2 separate regions of the Rattus norvegicus genome follow, and region 2 is linked to region 1. A link is a contact called in public Hi-C data. All regions are on one chromosome and are shown on one strand. Each heading gives the region's core, a stretch centred on a gene start, on an enhancer-like site or on the middle of the called end of the contact. The rest is flanking DNA. Distances are from core to core; before and after follow the strand shown.

The links. Hi-C and Micro-C count contacts between places; a contact is called where the count stands out from the background.
Region 2: a contact with region 1 is called in a Hi-C map of liver, with 3 times the contacts expected there. The contact joins two enhancer-like sites. A contact is called at or near these places in 3 of 12 Hi-C or Micro-C datasets (kidney and liver).

What each region holds. Positions count from the first base shown.
Region 1 is chr14:76,382,342-76,387,099 of GRCr8, reverse strand. No RefSeq gene overlaps it. Among named protein-coding and RNA genes, the nearest start is that of Zfp518b, 51 kb to the right of the region's middle. Within about 2 kb of position 2,024, at least 8 of the 93 cell types and tissues checked have an H3K27ac peak or open chromatin away from gene starts, as enhancers often do. A contact at or near this core is called in kidney and liver, where this site is marked.
Region 2 is chr14:76,710,672-76,715,727 of GRCr8, reverse strand. No RefSeq gene overlaps it. Among named protein-coding and RNA genes, the nearest start is that of Drd5, 9.9 kb to the right of the region's middle. Within about 2 kb of position 3,002, at least 5 of the 93 cell types and tissues checked have an H3K27ac peak or open chromatin away from gene starts, as enhancers often do. A contact at or near this core is called in kidney and liver, where this site is marked.

The DNA.
Region 1 (4,758 bases), core at 775-3,274:
TCTGAAAGGTTATAAAACCCAGAACCTATGCTCAAAGGAATTCCTCTTTGTTTATCAATTTTCCAAAAGTGGGCAGCTGAGCCTGGCGAGGGCTGTTAATGATTATTCCTAAGTTTTGCTAAAACGCCAAGTTTCCAGTTGTAATGATTGGAAAACAGAGCCCAGCACTGCTGACTGTTGTACTGTATGGGTTTGAGAATGAGCTGAGGAAGTGAACGGTCATTTGTGCTAACCGTTGAGCCCTGAATCTAGCCAGGGCAGGTGTAACCACAGAGTGTTTCACAACCAAATGAAGGGAAGTAGCTTATATAATAAGGAACCTGTTGCATGAGTCTGGACCTATGTTTTCAAACCACCGGAGGATACCCAACATATTCACTCCCCCCAGATGATCCTCCCGTGTTCTTGCTTCAGTGTGCTAGCCCTCTCTGGTTCCTTGCTCTATTGCTTTTTTGTTTGTTTGTTTGTTTGTTTGGTATTTTTTGTTGGTGGTGTTTTGTTTTTGTTTTTGTTTCAGTGTACACAGCTTAGAGCTGTTGGGCCTGTCCGCTTCTCCCCTATGAGGCCCTGGAAGGTGAAATACTGGGAGAGGCAGGGCTTGTGAATACAAAGGAATAGAAACACCAACATTCTCCTTTCCTTCCAGCAAGTCACTTTCCCCCATGTTCATGCCCTAAGGGATGCTGTAAGTTGAATCTACCTCTCCTCAGCCAGAGATCTTCTAAAGCATTCTTTCAGGGAGAATTTGTTGTGCTGTTAAGATATTGGTTCCTTCTGTGTGCTCCACCCACATCCCCACCCCTGATCTGAGGGAAAGGATGGTCCACCACAACTCCTAGGTTATTAGATCTAGGAGTCACCTAGCTGGAATTCAAACACCCAGGAGGAAAATGGGGAAGGGCTTTGTTTTAGTAGTCAACCTTCTGAAGGCTGCTAGATCTTAAGATAGGAAAAAGTAGCATTGGGAATGAGTCTGGATGTAAACTGTTCCAGCTACAGATGAAGATGCCTAGACCTGGGCTGGTGAAGTCTTGCTCCAGGATCATTCAGATAGTACTGGTGCTTCCTTGGGGCTAGGCATGTAACGTCTAGCAGACAGATCTGCACAAGAATGTCTGCCAAGGGGAAGACTAGCCCTAAAATTGTTATGACTGGTTCCCCTCTCAGACTTTAAGTGGTTTCTCTGAGAAGGGCTCCTGTTGTTTCACCACACAAGACTTTTGGGTTCCTTAAAATGTACACATGAAGACTGTCCAACTTCCCTGTGGCCTGACCTCTTATCTCTGACCTGGGCAGGAGTTTAGGTAACAGTCTTGCTGGGACTGGGGTGGTAGACAGAGCACAGCAGCCACTACGGCAGCAATCCTTCCTTGGGCTTCCCTACTCCAGGATGGTGCTCCCTACTCCAGGTTGCTGCTCCCTACTCCAGGATGGTGCTCCCTACTCCAGGATGGTGCTCCCTACTCCAGGATGGTCCTCCCTACTCCAGGATGGTGCTCCCTATTCCAGGATGGTGCTCCCTATTCCAGGATGGTGCTCCCTATTCCAGGATGGTGCTCCCTTCTGCTCCCTCTCGAAGGGAGCCTCAACAGCACAGTTTGTGTTTGTTAGTAGAGGGTGGCAGGACTCTTATATCAGTGTGAAATATCAAGACTCAGAGTTCACCTAAGAAGATAACTTTTCCTCAGTCCTAGCTGTCTTGAGTTACAAAGTTAATAGTTTAACTCCATTGGACTTCTGAGCCACTAGCCAGCTTGTTCCAAAACTGGGAGTAGGTTAAAAGGGCTGAGAGGTAGGACAAGTAACATTGTATCAGTAACTGGCTAGGGACTTAGGGACACAGATTCTAGTGGCTAGGAAGCAAACACCCAAGGAGCATGTTCCAGACCTCAGATTTGAGAGCTGCAGCAGCTGGTGGTCACAGCAGCTCACGTGTCTAGCAGCTGTTTCAGGCTAGTCAGGACAATGAGCACTTGAAGGAGGAGCCCTGTGGGACTCCATAGCTCACCCCAGCTGACCTGGCCATGTGCAGGCATCCTCTTGGCAGAGGGTGGATGCCACGAGATGGAAAGAGTAGCCCTGAGCCTTGGTTCAGGCTCTATTCCAAAACGGCAAATATTTCCAACATGGTCAACTAGGTCATGGGGGGGGGATTCCTGTTTACTTTGTTCACCAGCCTCATCTGCAAGCCAGAGTTTTAATGTGAAAAGATGGCCACGTTTCCTATGAAGTCAGCCCTACCATCTGTCCCAGGCTCAGCTCCTGCTGAAGCAGTTCACAATTTTAATTATAATCAAGGGGATGGACAATCAAGCAAGATGTCAAAACAATGACTGATTACTTCGGTTTGAACAATGCAATTAGAGATTTTTAGAGATGATAGTTAAGATTTGCTTTAAGAAAATGTTTATGTGCACCATGAACATGCAGTGGTCATGCAGGCCAGGACATCAAACCTCTTGTAATAGGTGGGTATGAGTCAACTGATAAGGGTACTGGGAACTGAACTGGGTCCTCTGTAAGATCAGCAAGGGCTCTTAACCATCTCTTCAGCCCTGAGATGGTATTTAAAACTAGGTTGAACCTCAGATAATACCGAGGATTTTTAACTTTATCATGTATGGTATTATTATCTGTGTGAGAAATGCCTCCTTTTGAAAGAGATACCTTCTAAACCCTACTGGATTGACATGTGTTTTAGTTAAGGTTTCCATTGCTGTGAGGGTATAGCCTTGTTGGAGGAAGTGTGTCACTGTGGGGGTGAGCTTTGAGACCCTTCTCCTAGCTCCCTGGAAGCCATCCTTCTCTTATTTGCCTTTGAAACAAGGTGTAGAACTCTCAGCTCCTCCTGCACCAAGCCTGCCTGGATGCTGCCATGCTCCCCCTTGATGATAATGGACTAGATCTCGGAACCTGTAAGCCAGCCCCAATTAAGCGTTTGATTTATAAGAGTTTTCTTGGTCATGGTATCTCTTCACAGCAATAAAACACACTAAGAGTGATTGAAACAGCTCAGATCCACAAATCTTTTTGACATCTAGGAATGGGCACCCTGTTGTTAGCTCTTTAAATAAGAGCTGTATAGAAAAACTCTCTAGGGTCCATCATGTAAGTATGGGATGCCCTAAAAATGGTCAGCTACATTGCAATCTGTGAGAAAGATATATATGGGGCATGATCGCCAGCTGGCAATGCCACTATATGCACAAGAAGAAAAACAACTGAAATTGCTGCTCAGAGGAAATTTGTGACAATTTTGGAATTTTAATGTCTTTGAAAAACACGAAAGTATTATGTGAATATGTGTTTGTTTTAATCCAAAGTGTGGGATATAGGGAGGCTTCAGATTGTCCACAGCAGCTGACTAGGATTTGCCTCATACTCTAGCAGGGGACTGGTTATATCAGGTACCTACAGTTTCTGTGATTGTGTGACATTTGGAATTCTGGGATCTTCTCAGAGATTTTATAAGTGCTAGGGCTTTGAGAGGTGGGGATGGGTTGTTGGTTGTGGTTAGTCACAGTTTGTTAAATAGTTATGTGCAAAAAGAACAAACCAACAATCAGAAAAAAATTAGATATACTGATGGTGAAAATCAAACCTGCCCCAAAAAACTTGACACCCCTAATCAGAAGAAAGTAGTCTAATGATAACATAATACCCTTTCCCTTCTATTCTTTCTTCTCTTCTATCTGGTATTGAGGAGTTGAAAGGGTGGAAGGGAAGGGTAGAAGAAAAAGGGACCCACACAGTAGCCAAAGTCCAACAACAAGTGGCACCCACAGATGGGTCAAGGCAGAATGGGAAACTTGATTTCAAATGCCATAGAGAAAACCACAGGGCTGAAGGGATGGATTTTTTTTTCTTGAAGACACTGGCAAAACTTTTTTTTATGTCTATAACCACTGAGATGTCTCCTGCTTTACTCCCAGAGGGGATATCGTTCTTTCTTTTTCTTCTTCCTATATTCTGTTTCAAAAAAAGGTTGGAAAAATTATGAGTGGAAATGGAGAAATGGATCTGAGAAACAAACAAACAAAATGGCTGAAATGGGAAAATGAAAGGGTTCTGCTCTTTCTTTTCTGAAAGAGATTTTAGAGTTGGCTATGCAACTGGGAAAATTAGGGATGGAAGTGAAAGTGCTGGGGAAAGGAGCACAGAAGCAGAGAATACAAAGGCTCAGTCCTGGTGACTTTGCAAGAGAGCAGGAGTTTCTTGCAGGAGAGAGGGGGGACAGAATCTGTGCTAGAGAAAAGTTTAAAAAGTGGGAGAACAATCTGATGAAACGGTCTGCTTCAAAGGAGTTAATTTTGAACCAATCTTGCTGCCGGAGTTAGAGGAGGGTTGGCCTTGGTTACAAAATCACCGCCATCAGCTTTTCCAGTAGATGTACAGCATATACCAGTTAATGGTGTGAAACAAGGGTATGATGAGACAGGTTGGCTTCTTATAGAAATGATAGATCTAAAGTGTTTTTTAAATGCCGTATTTATATATGAGATGCACTCGCCTTATGTCAAACAAATTCTCAATAACTGGGCTTCTCAAAATAGAGTTATTCTCCAAGACTGGAAGGGATTGGTTACAGCTGTAGTAGAGACTACTCTACAGTTGCAAAGGTTAACATGGTGGAGGGAAGAAACCACAAACACTGACGAGTGAAATAGAGTGAAAGGAATGCATATAGTGAAAGACCAGTTGCTGGGGAAAGGTCAGTGCTTTGTTATACAAGAACATATGCAATCTGAGATGCTACTA
Region 2 (5,056 bases), core at 1,753-4,252, 330 kb before region 1:
ATGTCTTACCTAGGTTTTTCTCAAACTGACTCCTGATCCTCTTGTCCCTGCCTCCCTAGTGGCAGGGATACAGACTTGTACTGCCATGCCCAGTTTTAAGCAGTTTTAGCGAACTGATTCCTCGGAGAGCAGACACGTGTAGCTGCTCACACTATGGGAGTTGCTGTCACCTAGTGGTAGGGACCAGGGACATTCCTGAGCATTCTATAATACAGAGGAGAGCTCAACCCTAAACGACCTCTTGGTCTCAAGCAGTAGTCCTGAGGCTGAGAGACAATGGCCCAGGCACAGTGGCCATTAACTTGAAGTTCCCAGGCAGCCACCAGTAGACACACACAGACACAACACGCATGCGTGCATGTGCACACGCACACGCACATGCACGCACCACACATACACCACAAAACAAGGTCATTCTTACATGTGCTGAACTTGGATGTGACGTTTTTAACACTCCATGCCTCTCCGCCATTTCCCAATCCCCACGGCCCTGGCTCTACCCTTTAGCCCGCATAGACATCACCTTGGCACTTCACGGTGACCTCTGCCCTCTGGCTCCAAGTCCAGAGGCGGTTCATCTGGCGTGGCTGGGGCCTGCCCTTTCATGAGGACCTCAGCACCCGTGTCCTGCAGAAGCATCTCTCAGGACTCTGCTGAGTAATTCAGCACTGCCAAGGCTCCATCATGGCTCTCTTCTCATGGTATTGCAATATGGTTATGGGTAACTTCGGAGAGCATTTCCAGGAGATAGTTATACTACTGTTTGGTCATCTGTGACTTAGGAAATTCTGGTACATTCAGGAATTTTCTTTTCTTGTTATCCCAAGTTGCACCATGGAGAATACCTTTATTTCTGAGGTTTTGGACTTGTCCAAAGAGTCCTGTTTGGTCATGGCATGAGATGGCATTTCTGAGTTTTGGTTGGCATGAACTTGACCCCTCTTCAGCAGCGTGGAGGCCTTGGTTTCTGGGTTTGGGCTTCTGCCAAGAAGGGGGAGGGAGCCGTAACTTTGGGCCTGACTGACTGGGCTGTAGTTGAGTGACCCTGTTAGAGCTTGGCCAAGTCAGCTCAGCTTCGCTGGGTTCAGAGTCTTTTAGGGGCAGCCCTTACAGGAGTGATCCTCCTTGCCCAAACTGAAGGCTGGACGGTGGCTGTCATCAAACTTCCTGTCATACCTTTGGTAAGGCTAAGGAAAGGGCTATTTTCTTCATTCCAGGGCAGTTTTCAGGGGAACATTAAGGTGAACAATATCCAAGCTTTGGGCTATTGCTGCTATCATAAAGGGAACACAAATTCAGGCAGCAATGAATGAATTTCCCACACATACATTGGCAAATCACACTGGTCTGTTTTCTGTTACTGTGTATGTATGGCACCATGGCCGAGTGTGAGTATTTAACAAGAGAAGACATCTGTTTATTTATTTCACAGTTTTGGAGGTTTAAAGTCCAATTAATATGGGCCAACTCTGTTTCCACATGGTGAAGGCCCTGGGGCATGGCATTGTGGTTGGACCAAGTGAAAGAGAGAGGTGTCAGGGCAAGATAGGGGGTGTGAGTAAAGGGAAAGTCAAGGATTCTCTTACAGAAACACTCTGATGAGGATTAACTCTTTGTCTTGTAAGAACCACTTTGATACCACTGAGTTCACACCCTCAGGGACTCAACCACTTTCCATTCGTCTCCACTTCAGAAGGTCCCACATCTCTCAGCATCAACACGGAGAACAGAGCCTCCAACACACTTGTCCTTCAGGGACACCATATGTTTGTCCAAGTCAAAGCAGTGTGAAAGAAATCAGACCCATGCTGGCTGTGGATGAGAGATGAACTGGTAGAAACCAGTCGGTTAGAGTGGCTGGCAATGCTGGGTAAGGCTGGAGGTACACATTACCTAAGAATGGGCATGTCCAGATCTCTAGGGGCTCCTAAGACAGGCTTAGGGGTGGCCAGGTATTAGTGGAGCGCATCCTGGTTGTTGGTCAGGAGCAGACTGCTTCTACATTGCAGTACCCACAGGAGTGTAAAGGGGGATGACCCAGAACTCTATCTTTCAATGTGAACCATTCTCAAACAGTATTCAAGGAGAGACAGCATAAAACAGAAATATAGACAGCATGAAGTTCCAACAAGGTGCTTAGAAACAGACAGGACAACTCTGGATGCACTAATGCTCTGGGAGACACCTTGCAGTAGGAAGTTGCTGACACATTAGAACTGAACACTAAGTTCAGTGCAGTGGGCAGGAATGGTGCCGGATGGAGATCAGGGGTCAAGTACATGCAGTGTCTCAAATATTTTCACTCTTAAATAAGGAGATCAAACAGAGGCATCCATTGTGTTTCCCTTGGTACTTTTTTTTATACGCATGAGATGTTTTATAATAAAAACATCTAAAAGAAAGGAGAATAAGGAAGAAGTCGGACAAAGCGACCACGGGAGGTTTTCAAAGCTCATCCATGGTGGCTGAGAGGTGGGTGTCTGAGCCAAGTGTACTCTGATCCCTGAGCTAGGAGATCCTCAAAGTGGGGTAAGCTCAATGATAGGAGCTGTTGCGATCACGTGACTCATTCCTCAGAGAGAATCACATTCTCATCAGCTGACCTGATATTGGCTAAATTGACACAACACCTCACTTTTCGCCTAGTTAAAAAAAAAAGAATACCTAAATAAACAAACAGAAAACCACCACCAACAACTAGATTTGGCATAAAATGTTTGGCTCTGTGCTGTAGAAGGGAGCCCTGCTTTGGGGAAGTGTGACCAGGAGGGGGCGCGCTGGCGGCCACTCCGTCTCCCTCGCGTTCTGAAAGCAAACCCGAGACCAGAAGCCCTCGTGCTCTGAAAGCCAACTTGACCAGAAGCAAGAGGATGTCCCCCGCAGTGAGGAGAGATCATCTTCTATCCAAACAGAGCCCTTGTTCCTGACTCTTCACCTTTGCCCCTTCCCTTGCCATACTCCTGTAGTTTTGCTGGCCAAGGTTTGCAGCTCGCGGATCCAGGCTTGCATTCACCTTCCAAGCGCTAGAGGGCGCTCTCAGCCTTATTGGAAGACAGTGGCTCGCAGACTGCGGGTGTGTGGCTCCCGCCAGGGGAAGCTCAAAGTATGGGGTCGGATCTCCTGACTTGTTGCTTGGGACTACAAAGCTGACTAAGCCCATCCTTGCTGGAGGAGGGCACGGAATGGGAGATGCATGACAAGGGTTCCAGGAGGGGATGGGGAATAGGGGTGGCAAACTGCCTGCAAAATAAGAGTGATTACACGCACATCACTGCACAGAAGACAGGAGACCGGGACCTCAAGAACATAGTTCTAGACCCATTATCTACTCAAGTCCTTTTTTAGGAGACCTCATCAAACGATGTCAGCATTTAAACCAGAGATGGGTTAACTCTTTTTTCATAAGGAGTCAGATAGAAAAGTTATTAGATTTTGTGGGCTATTTCTGTCTTCTAGTGAGAAGGGGAACATGGTGGACTTAGTGAATGAATGAAGCTATGCCCATAACAATGTATAAAGGAAGAACTGAGATGGATTTGGCTACAGGTCAGAGTTTGGTGACTTCCTGATATCAACCAGACTTATTTGTTGCCTGTAGCTGACCCAGCTTAGCCACACCCCTCAGTCAGCCACACCCCTTAGTCAGCCTCAGAAGTGCCCTTGCATTCTAACTCAGAAGAACCTGTCTGAGAAGCAGGAACTGGTGAGGGCATCATGAGTCTCACCCATTGGCTGTCATTTTCTACATGTTCACTGTCCAACTGCTTCCAGAACCTTCTCAGATGTGCCTGAGTCAGCCCAACAGCAGTGGGGTAGCATTGCCATGCAACTCTTCAGTTCCACATTGAGCACAGTCTTTGATCTGACATAACTGGTAAAGAAAGGCTCTCTTGGTGTATTTATCAGCCTGAGCCACCCAGAGCACCAGGGTTGCAGAGAGCATCTGTGTCCACAGGGCCACATGGTACAAGCTAGGCTGAAGAGGGACAGCAGAGGGTTCATCTTCTATGAAAGGTAGAGTGGAGCCTCCCAGGGTGTGCCCAGGAGAGAAGATGGCCGAGTCCTTTGGACCAGTGGCCATGGATGAATCGCAGGAATGCATGTGGTTTTCGATGCTAGTATGAATCTGGTCATGATGCAGTCTCCTTGATGAAAGAGGAGATGTCAGTAGAGGCCAGGGGTGGCATCTTCTGGAAAGGGCTCGCTTCTCTGCTCAGGTGATGTGTATGGAGCTGGATGGCCCCTCAAGGAAGTGCCTGGTATGGTGTGGGATAAGACTTGAGTCTAGAGGCTGGGTTTCAGCTGCTGTGGTATCACTTCCTACCCTCAGGGTATTCTGGTGTCACTGTGGCAGTAGAGGTCTTCACAGAGAGTCATCAAGTGGCTTGAGATGGCACCCAGGCTGCCCTACACGTAATCTGCCACGAGGAACCCTTATCGTAATTCTGAGTATAATTCTGAGTGAATCTCAGGGGTAGCTGAGTGGCACTAGCTGTTTCTCTGCAGATGGGCAGCGCTGATCTCAGACAGCCTGCTCCGCTGTTTCTCCACACCATCCAGAGAGCCTGAGAGACAGCAACCCATGTGCCAAACCTGACTATTGTTTAGAACCTGTAAATGGGAAATGGCACCCAATAGACAGGGCTAAGCTGATGGAGTTGTGCTATGTCACCCTAAATGGAGTCAGAGGAGATGGTGTGACCCCTAAGACAAAGATGCCGGTTAAGGTGTCACAGGTGAGGGAGGCCAGCTGCTGGTGGAGGCTGGGCAGGGCAGCAGGGACACCTCACGTAGTTTTCCGCTCCATTTTAGCCAGCAAGCCTCATTCTGATGGTCCACACCTCCAAGATGCTGACATGGCACTGGTTGCTTTCTGCCTCTGAGAGAGTTAGGGGAGCTGCAGGGAGCCAGCCTGACCCCACCCCCTCTGTGCCTCAGACACAAATAGAAATGGCAGAGAGGTGAATTCGGGGACTGTGATCTGAGTTTGTGCTCAACGCAGGGTGACCTGAGTCATGAATCAAACCATTTGTGACTCAGGCTCTCTGCAGCGTGG